Regions from separate parts of the Zea mays genome. Here region 1 is linked to region 2. Evidence: chromatin contacts called from public Hi-C data. All regions are on one chromosome and are shown on one strand. Each heading gives the region's core, a stretch centred on a gene start, on an enhancer-like site or on the middle of the called end of the contact. The rest is flanking DNA. Distances are from core to core; before and after follow the strand shown.

Region 1 (4,599 bases), core at 486-2,985, 320 kb before region 2:
CGAAGAAATGAATGATCAGTAGTCAGTACTATGAGCACATCCAAAGAACAGTCTGAGGTGCAAGGATGTGTGCCTATCCCTAAAAGTGTTTAGCACTAGCCTATGGACGCAGTATCACTGTAACTACGCGAAATGTGATCCGGATGAACGAGTCTCATTGTAAGCTACACGAAATGTGATCCGGACGTCAAATCTATTTATATGCTGACGAACTGTTGCCGTGCCCCTTCTTTGGTAATGTTCACTTAAAAACATGGTCCATGAAGTGTGGCGCAAGGCAATTATTGATATCCAGAAATATACAGGGTGCACCTTTTTCATTCTGGAAATGCAGTGAAAAATACAGGAGTGAAGTAGATAGTGAATGATTCAGGGGAATACAATTGATGCAGGCAACATGGAGCATGCTGAAACTATCTATTTCAGAATGACTAAAAATAAATGCTCGTCGAGAGGCAATGCACCAAATCCCAAAGAAGAAGCAAATCTAGAAGTGTGTAGAGAAAATTGTAGAAAAGACACCTGTTTCCTCTCCAGTTCCTGATTCTGCTCTCTGAGTTTCTGAACTTCGGCTTCTAACTCCATTGTATAAGCCTATGCAGTAAAATAAGATTCTTTTTAACCGAAACAGCAAAGTGGAAAATTTGTCTGCTTTAAAAGAACGGTAACACAGTAACCAGGAAGAGTACGATGACTCTGATTATAATCGAATTGCGAAAGTTCACAATGTCATGAGTCAAGAAGCACTAACAAATTGCTTGGTGCCTTGGTCAGTAAGACATGCATGAATTCAGCAAAAGGCTGTGACCTGTTTGCGCGCTCGGGACCTCGCGGCGGACTCCCTGTTCTTGATCATCCTCCGCCGCCGCCTCTCCACCACTTTCTCCACTCCGCCTCCATGCCTTCTCCCCCGAATCATTCTTTCAAACGAAAAAGTTTGCGGCTCCGTCAGCGACGACAGGTCGCTGTATCCCTTCCCGACAGAATCAAGCTGGCTCACCGCTGTTTGCACAGCCATGGCGCTGCCTCCCATGCCTGCCGCCCTGGGCGGTATCAGGGCCAGATCCACCATGCCGACCGGTGCAAACCCTACCGCTGCCGTAGCTGCGTCGTCGTCGGCACCCGGTAAATCCCCAAAAAAGGCGGAGCTTTTAGGGGCAACAGGTACCGGCCGCGGCGGCACCATGGGTGGCGGCGCTGGAGGAGCAGAAGCGGGGTTCTCCTTGACCGCGCCAGCTCTGACCAAGAACTCCTCCAGAGTCATCTCCCCGAGCGTTGACTGGCGGTGGGGCGGCTGGTGTCCGCCGCCGTCCGCCCCCTGCGGCGGTTCGTCGCGCACGAGATTTCTCCACGCCTCGTCGACCGTCTTGGTGCTGAGCATGCGGGGCAGTGTGAGCGACGATCCCTGCCGCTGCATCGGCGTGGGGGGCATCCCCGCGCTCGCTCCTGCGATAGAGGCGGAGGCCTTGGCCTGGGTCTCCTCTGCGGTCCAGATGCTCCGGAGCAGCTCGTCCATGTTCACGGAGCCGAAACCCTTGGGGATGCCACGGCTACCGCCACAGCTGGCGGCGGCCCCGCCGAGGGTGCTCTGGGATCTGTCGAACGTCAACGAGTAGACTGAACCTTGCCTCGCTAACGGCGCCACTCCATCCCCTTCCTCCTGCTTGCCTGTCCCTGTCTCAGCTCAGCACCAAAAAAAATTTAAACTAACACTTAGGAAATGTTAGTTAAAAACATTAACAAATTTTAAACTAACACTTAGAGAATGTTAGTTAATAATATTTTAGATTATATAATCTGGATACGCTCACAAGTCACAGGTCGTGGTCTCCGAGCACGCGACGAGCAGCCAACCATATGTCGCCACGTGGGGGGCTTGCCTCCGTCGGTTGTTGGGATGTTAGATTGTTAGCATACGTACAAAAATATCTTCGACCCCGGGAGAAGAGCACCTGGTGCTAGGTTGCTGCCATGTAGGGCCTCTGCCGGCTTACCTGTCAGCGGGACCCGGTGTCAGTTCCTCTGGTGTATTGATGGAAACATGGTGGTAGGTTTCCCGTCTATGACAGGTACAGTTCCGAAAAGAAATGCAGGTCATCCATATCTCAATTTAATTTTGAAGAGCGTTATACTCGTAAAAAGATCAGTTGCGGAGCTACGTGGAAGAGGAAAGAAAATCAATGGGCCCTCACTTTGCCCCAATATGAGTGTTTCAGATTTGCCCCGTTTGAAACGCTACGAATTTCGTAGGAACTGTGAACGAAATTTATATGTATACAGAGGAAAAAAATCAGAAAAAAGCCTCCATCCGTTTCAAATACAGTTGTTTCTAGCCCACTTTTTTTCTATCCATATTCATTCAAATGATAATGAATATAGACATACATGGAAACTATATTCTTATGTTATTTAATGAATATATAATTAGTTTAAAACGAATTATATTTTGAAACGTGGGAAGTACAATGTAAAGAGGGTGTTGGGTCTATGCTTCGTCGCCGAAGGTCTTCTAGGAAGAAGTGGCTCTCGGCTGAAGCTGTTTGTATGAGATGGCCGAAGGTTCCTCTTCATGAAGCTTCGGTATCACAAACCGACTTAAAGATAAAATGACCCTTTAGTCCATAAAGGTCTGAGTCAATGTTGTAAACTTTTATGAGGGGTATAATTGTAATTCCTCACAGGCTGTGTCCTGTGCCTATAAATAGTGAACAGTATTCTTTTACTGTTCACACATTCTGGTAATTGCAATCGCATCTTTCGGAATCCAACCTTTGCCAAGGCAGAGGTATTTTTGTGCTCAATGATTCAATATATTAAGTAAATATAATATAATTCGTCTATGATTTATTTACCCCTTTTACACCCTTTATTTTATGTTGTCTTACAATATCTGTTGAAATTTTATTACGAAGATTTAAGCTTTGTAATTATACTCTCATCAGCCTTCGTCCAAGGCCCATTATCCTCAAGGGAATAATGTTTCATGGACGAAGGACGTTAACATTTAACACTTCATGTTGCCTTGTTCTTAATTCATAGCATTTGAGAACAAGTCCCCAACATTGGCGCCCACCTCCGGTGAACTCACTTCCACTTTTTGAGCTGATGGCTCCGTTCAACGACCAAGCTGGAGCTGCTTCGGACCCGAAGCTGGTGCTCCCGATCACAGGTGGTTCGTCCTCAGAGCCAGCTAACAAGAAACAAAAGAAGGAAGCACAGAGAAGGGTACAGCATGTTGGGGGTGCAAGGACCCTTCATCAAGTCAAGATGGTCTCACATTCCTATTACCTTCTCCCAAGAGGACCTTCAGCTCAAGGATTACCCACACAACGATGCCATGGTTATCTCTTGTGTTATCAAAGGATTTCTGGTCCACAATGTCTTGGTTGACACAGGCAGTGCAGCTGATATCATATTTGCTAAGGCCTTCAGACAAATGCAAGAGCCAGAAGATAAGATTCATGATGCTACACATCCTCTCTGTGGCTTCGGAGGAAGACAGATTGTAGCACTGGGCAAGATCACCATGTCAGTGACCTTCGGGTTCATCAACAACACTAGAACTGAGCAAGTTGTGTTTGACATTGTTGACATGGAATACCCTTACAATGCAATTATTGGTCGTGGCACCCTCAATGCTTTTGAAGCAATTCTTCACCCTGCCTATCTTTGCATGAAGATACCTTCGGATCAAGGACCCATCGCTATTCATGGAAGTCAGGAAGCTGCCAGAAGGGCCGAAGGAAACTGGACTGACTCAAAAGCAATCCATAACATAGATGGAGCTGAAGCTTGTGAACAATACAAATTCAGAAGGGAGAAAGCAGCTTCAGCAGATCAGCCGAAGCCCATGCTCTTATGTGAGGATATAGCAGAGCAGAAGGTGCTGTTGGGCTCTCAGTTATCCGAAGAACAAGAGAAAACCTTGATAAGGTTTTTGTTCAACAACAAAGATGTTTTTGCATGGTCAGCCAATGATCTCTGCGGAGTTAATAGGGATGTTATTGAGCACTCGCTCAATGTCGACCCATCCTTCAGACCCAGAAAGCAGAGGCTTCGGAAAATGTCAGATGATAAGGCCGAAGGTGCTCGTAACGAAGTCAAAAGACTCCTCAGTGCAGGAGTTATCAGAGAAGTAAAGTACCCAGAATGGCTAGCTAACACTGTTATGGTAAAAAAGGCCAATGGCAAGTGGCGAATGTGTATCGATTTTACAGATCTTAACAAGGCTTGTCCGAAGGATGAATTCCCACTACCAAGGATAGACTCTTTAGTTGATGCAGCAGCTTCTTCAGAGCTCATGAGTCTGTTAGACTGTTATTCAGGCTACCATCAAATCTGGATGAAGAAGGAAGATGAGCCGAAGACTAGCTTCATAACTCCAAGTGGCACATATTGCTATCTTCGGATGCCTGAGGGGCTCAAAAACGCTGGAGGAAGTTTCAGCAGAATGACTGCGAAGGTTCTCCAGTCTCAGATAGGCAGAAATGTGCTAACTTATGTTGATGACATCATTGTAAAAAGCACGAAACAGGAGAATCATATTGCTGATCTGCAGGAGACCTTCGCCAGTTTCAGACAAGCGGGCTTAAAGTTAAA
Region 2 (4,725 bases), core at 242-2,741:
ATTTACAACATTATCATTTATTCAACTGAGATATATTGTTTTTAATATCTGTTCTTCTAATCCGTAGCGGAGTTTATGGGCCCACACGACTGGGTTCTTAGGCTCATCTGGGTACCCATGATACATATGTTTCACAGTTAGCACTCTGAGTTAGTTATTTTCCGCTGTGATTCTGTGTGTTACATTGGTACAAGGGGCGAAGCTACACTATAGGTAGCGGATGCAAATGCACCCCCACAAAATATATAGAATTGGTTAAAATTTCACCATATATACACTGGTAAAATAAATTTCTATGCATCCACAAGTCAAATGCACTATCCTTAATTTTGCTCTGGCTTCGCCACTTATTGGTACCATATTGTTACGTCTACACGACAGGCATGTCCACCTCCTGCTTAACCACGACTGCAAGTCAATTATTTAAGAAATGCGGGCTCGGAATTTTTTTTAAAAAAAATCTGCTACTGTCTTTTCGGGGCAGGTATTTTTGGGCCTGTGCCTGCTGGGTGCTGGCGTTTCCTCGTCCGGCTCCGGCCTCATCAGGCCAGGGAGAGGAAAAAAAACTGATGAAGCCGCTGCTCCTACACTCCGCTGGTCCGCCCACCCTTTTTCATCGTTCACCCACAGATCAGTGACCTCACTAGAGCAACGGCTACCAGGTACCAGCACCGGGCTTTGACCTACCCGTAACTGACACGAAACGTAAAATAAAAATAAAAATGGAGGCGCAATAACCATAACAGACTTGCAGACTGCAGTCCCCCGTGATGTTACTCATGAAACGGCGAAGATCAGCAACAAGGAAACGGCGAAGGTCATACTGGAGGAGACTTTTGAGCCGGAGAGCGAATGGTTAGTACAATTGTACAAAGACAAGTAAAAGAATCGCTAGGGGCAGAGATTTCACTCAACAATAGGAGGCATCGACGACGAACCAACCGTTTAAAGAAAGAAAGAGAAAGGAGAGGAGATCTCACTCAAGCAAACCGGAAGGAGATCAAAGGTGCGGAAGAACATAACGAATCACGAGAAAGAGCTCCCCTGCGCTCAACCACCCTCATCCCCTTTTGCTTTCGCTTGGACTTTGAACTCGTCTGTCGTCTCGTCTACTCAGCCCCACCCGTATCTTTTCTTTTTTCCTCCCCCCTGGCCGCGCCCAACAAGTCGCCCCAGCCCAGCCAGCAAAGGCAAACGAAAGTACGTACAGGAAGCAAGCAAGCGTCAGCGCGCGGGCTGAGTATAAATAAAAACAAGTGACACAGCTGCACAGTAACAGAGGCGTGTGTTAGAACGGGAGGCCAGGAGTAGCGTAGTGTGGTCTTGACCTGCTAGTCCGGTCCGGTGTATGCTTTTGCTTTCCACGCCCCGGCGAAAAAGCCCTGCTATTTAAGCACGCCAAGCTCTCTGCCTTGTCTCCACTCTCCAGCAGCACCCGGCCTCTCTCTCTGACTCTCACCCAGTCCACTCTCCACACTCTGTCTGCCTCACGATTCACGTCCTCAGCTCCCCCCCCTGCTGCCGCTGCAGCAAGGCCGACGAGCCATGGAGAAAGGGGTGCAGCTGATGGAGGGGAGGCAGGCGTGGCCGCTCCACACGATGGGGATGCCCGTCGCCAGTACGACCACCACCAGCACCTGCTTCGACGACTACAGCTGCAGCAGTAGCGGGTGGGAGCAGTCGGCACCGTTCGGCTGCTTCGGCCTCCTCGCCGCCGACGTCCATGACCTCTTCCCGCTCTGTACGTGATGATGACCTTTCTTTGCCCGGATTAATTACCTGGTCGTCGCTTATTTATGCCCTTTGCACTCGCAGTCGCAGCCATGGAGCCGGCCCCGCCGCCGCCGCCGTCGGCGCACGGCGTGGCCGTCGCGATCCCCGGGGAGCTGGACGACCTTCTCCTGGTGCGTGCGTCACATCACGACGCTCCGGAAGAGGAGACCAAACAGACCACCCAACCTCTTAGCATTAGCACTAACAGTAACAGTAGCAGCCAGAGCTGAATTCTTACCACTGAGCCACCGCTAGCTCATCAAAGCTCTCTCGTTGTTGTCGTTGGGTGTCCCCTTGCAGAACTTCTGGGACGCGGGCTGCCACGACGGCGACGTGGGCGAGCCGCCGCTCAAGGCGCAGCAGGAGGAGGAGGAGGCCGCCTTCAATTCCAGCTGCGCCTGCGCCAGCGCCACGCACGAGCAGGGCTACCGCACCCCCACCGACTCCTTCACAATTCACTGTGAGCGCCCCCGTTTGAATCCAACCCTCCTCCTCCGCTCCCCACTCTGAAATCGACCCAGTTTCGTCGGGTTTGTCTGCAAACGGACACGACGGGACCTGTTAGTTAATTTTTTAGGTCTTGTTGGCCCCGCGGCCCGCGCCAAGTACATCGCCACGCCATGGATGGTGGGTTGTTCTGGGTCCAATGGAGGCAGAGGACAAGTCAGGTCGCAGAGAGCTAGGTTTAGCGTCACGTTACTGTCAAGGCCCCATGATGGATGCATGGATTGTTTAAAACAATCATGAATGCTAGATTGAGTATTATGCAGTGGCAACTTTGCACTGGAGTACATGTAAACGAGCATGATGCCCGCGTCTGACTTGCAAGCCGCGCGCACAATCACCAGGCAGGCGACACGGGCGGGCGCGTCTTTTGAAGAAGAAAAAAAGAAGAAAGATTTGGGTTCTACGTGTTTAGATAGTGGTGCGGCCAGCCTGCCCAAGATTCTACTACTAGTATATTAGTCATATAGTGCGTGTATAATCTTCTTCGTCACTCGCTCTCCAATTTTAAACCCGGCCGATGAACCTCTCCTGCTGTCGTGCAGGTGATGATGATGACCAGGCCTTGAGCTCGATTTTCTCGGCGGGTCCCGCGCCGGCAGCGGAGAGAGCGGCGTTCCAGCAGCAGGCCCCCGCCACAGAGGCGGAGCCCCTGCCCAGCTCGTCCTCCTCCAGCTGCCGCGGGGACCCGCGCGCCGCCGGGGCCGGGACCGGCCTGCCGCTTCCGGGGCGGGGCGCCGCGCGGGGGCCTGCGCGGGCCCCGCCGCTTCCGAGGACCTGCGGCCCCTCTCTGAAACGTGCCGCGACACGCGAAGGTGCGGGGTCTCGCTCGTCTTGTCAGTTGTCACTCGCGCCGCGCGTGCGGAATTCTCGCAGGCAGCAGGCACCGGGCTGGCCGGGGAGTTGAGTTGACAGTTTGACACGGCACCTCGTGCTAATCGCTAAGCTAACCCGCGCTTTGCTGCTTGGCACGTCGTACGTGCTGTCCTCGATCGGCAGAGTCGGAGCAGGCGTCGGCCGAGAGCGGCGGCGGCAAGCGGCGGAAGGGCGCGGGCGTGGTGGTGGTGCGTCCGTTCGCGCTGCTGAAGCCCGACGGCCTGGACGGCGGCGCGACGCTGGCGGACATCAACGCGCGCGTCCTGATGCGGCCGGCGCGGCCGGTGCGGCACCCCGTGGGCGAGTTCGCGTGCGCGCCGCGCGTGTCCGCGGACCAGCCGGGCATCTCGGGCAAGGCCGTCGCCGGCTTCACGCGCCTGCACACCCCCGGGCGCGGCTCCATAACCATCATAAGGACGCGAGGCTAGTGAGTCATGGCGACGTAGGAATGTAGTAGGATTAGGTGTAGCCGCCGCGCCGGGGCCGGCAGTGGTGACTCGACCTCCGAGTCGCGATTCCGTGTGTAATAATGTAAATTATGAGCGCACAACCTGTAAATCGTACCAATAAAATCTCTGCTATCTACCAGTCCCCCCCTGCACTGCACCGACGAACTGCAACCGAACTTTTGATCAGGAACTGAATCTAGCTGCCATTGTTTGGCACGGGGCCACGGAGCTTGTAAATAAACAGGTTGTGGTACGGCTGCTGGAGGCAACTAGCTTTCCTTTTGTCTGCACAGCCAGCGTGGGGCCTGCCAGCCACCATACAACAACAACAACAAAGTCTTTTTGTCCAAGCACGTTGGGTATGCTAGAGATAAAACCCCGTATAAAAACCTCAGAGGTCAACCCCAAAGAAAAGAAAAGGGAAACAAAGGTAAAGAGAACCGAAAAACGACGAAACGGGGAAACACATAAAAAAGATAAAAACCACAAGAACCAGCAAGATCTAAATGGGCACAAGAGAAGGTCAAACGATTAAGGAGGAAAAACAAAACTATAAATCAGGGTTCTGGCACGTGAATTGCTGAAAGACGTCTAGAGGGGGGTGAATAGGCGGAATCTAAAAATTATAAACTTAAGCACAACTACAAGCCGGAGTTAGCGTTAGAAATATAAGCGAGTCCAAAAGAGAGGGCGAAAACAAATCACAAGCAAATAAGAATGGATGACGCGGTGATTTGTTTTACCGAGGTTCGGTTCTTGGAAACCTACTCCCCGTTGAGGTGGTCACAAAGACCGGGTCTCTTTCAACCCTTTCCCTCTCTCAAACGGTCACCTAGACCGAGTGAGCTTGTCTTCTCAATCAAATGGGGACACTAAGTCCACTACAAGGACCACCACACAATTGGTGTCTCTTATTTTGATTACAAGTGAGCTGAGCACAAGAAAGAAGGAAGAAGAAAAGCAATCCAAGCGCAAGAGCTTAAATGAACACAAATGTCTCTCTCTAGTCACTTATTTGGTTGGAGTGATTCCGGACTTGGGAGAGGATTTGATCTTTTTGTTTGTGTCTTGTATTGAATGCTATAGCTCTTGTATGAGGTGTGAAGGCTGAAAACTTGGATGC

The links. A called contact is a pair of places that touch in the nucleus more often than the background predicts.
Region 1: a Hi-C map of tassel shows a contact between it and region 2, with 1.7 times the contacts expected there. The contact joins the promoter of LOC100191233 here to the promoter of LOC107126292 in region 2. A contact is called at or near these places in 2 of 25 Hi-C or Micro-C datasets (ear and tassel).

What each region holds. Positions count from the first base shown.
Region 1 is chr2:191,285,553-191,290,151 of Zm-B73-REFERENCE-NAM-5.0, reverse strand. LOC100191233 reads right to left here and starts at 1,735. Exons shown (of 4, transcript NM_001136667.1): 1 at 809-1,735; 2 at 523-594. The coding sequence starts at 1,516.
Region 2 is chr2:190,968,629-190,973,353 of Zm-B73-REFERENCE-NAM-5.0, reverse strand. LOC107126292 reads left to right here and starts at 1,491. Exons shown (of 5, transcript NM_001319091.1): 1 at 1,491-1,741; 2 at 1,816-1,904; 3 at 2,074-2,233; 4 at 2,823-3,092; 5 at 3,277-3,891. The coding sequence starts at 1,546. The coding sequence ends at 3,581.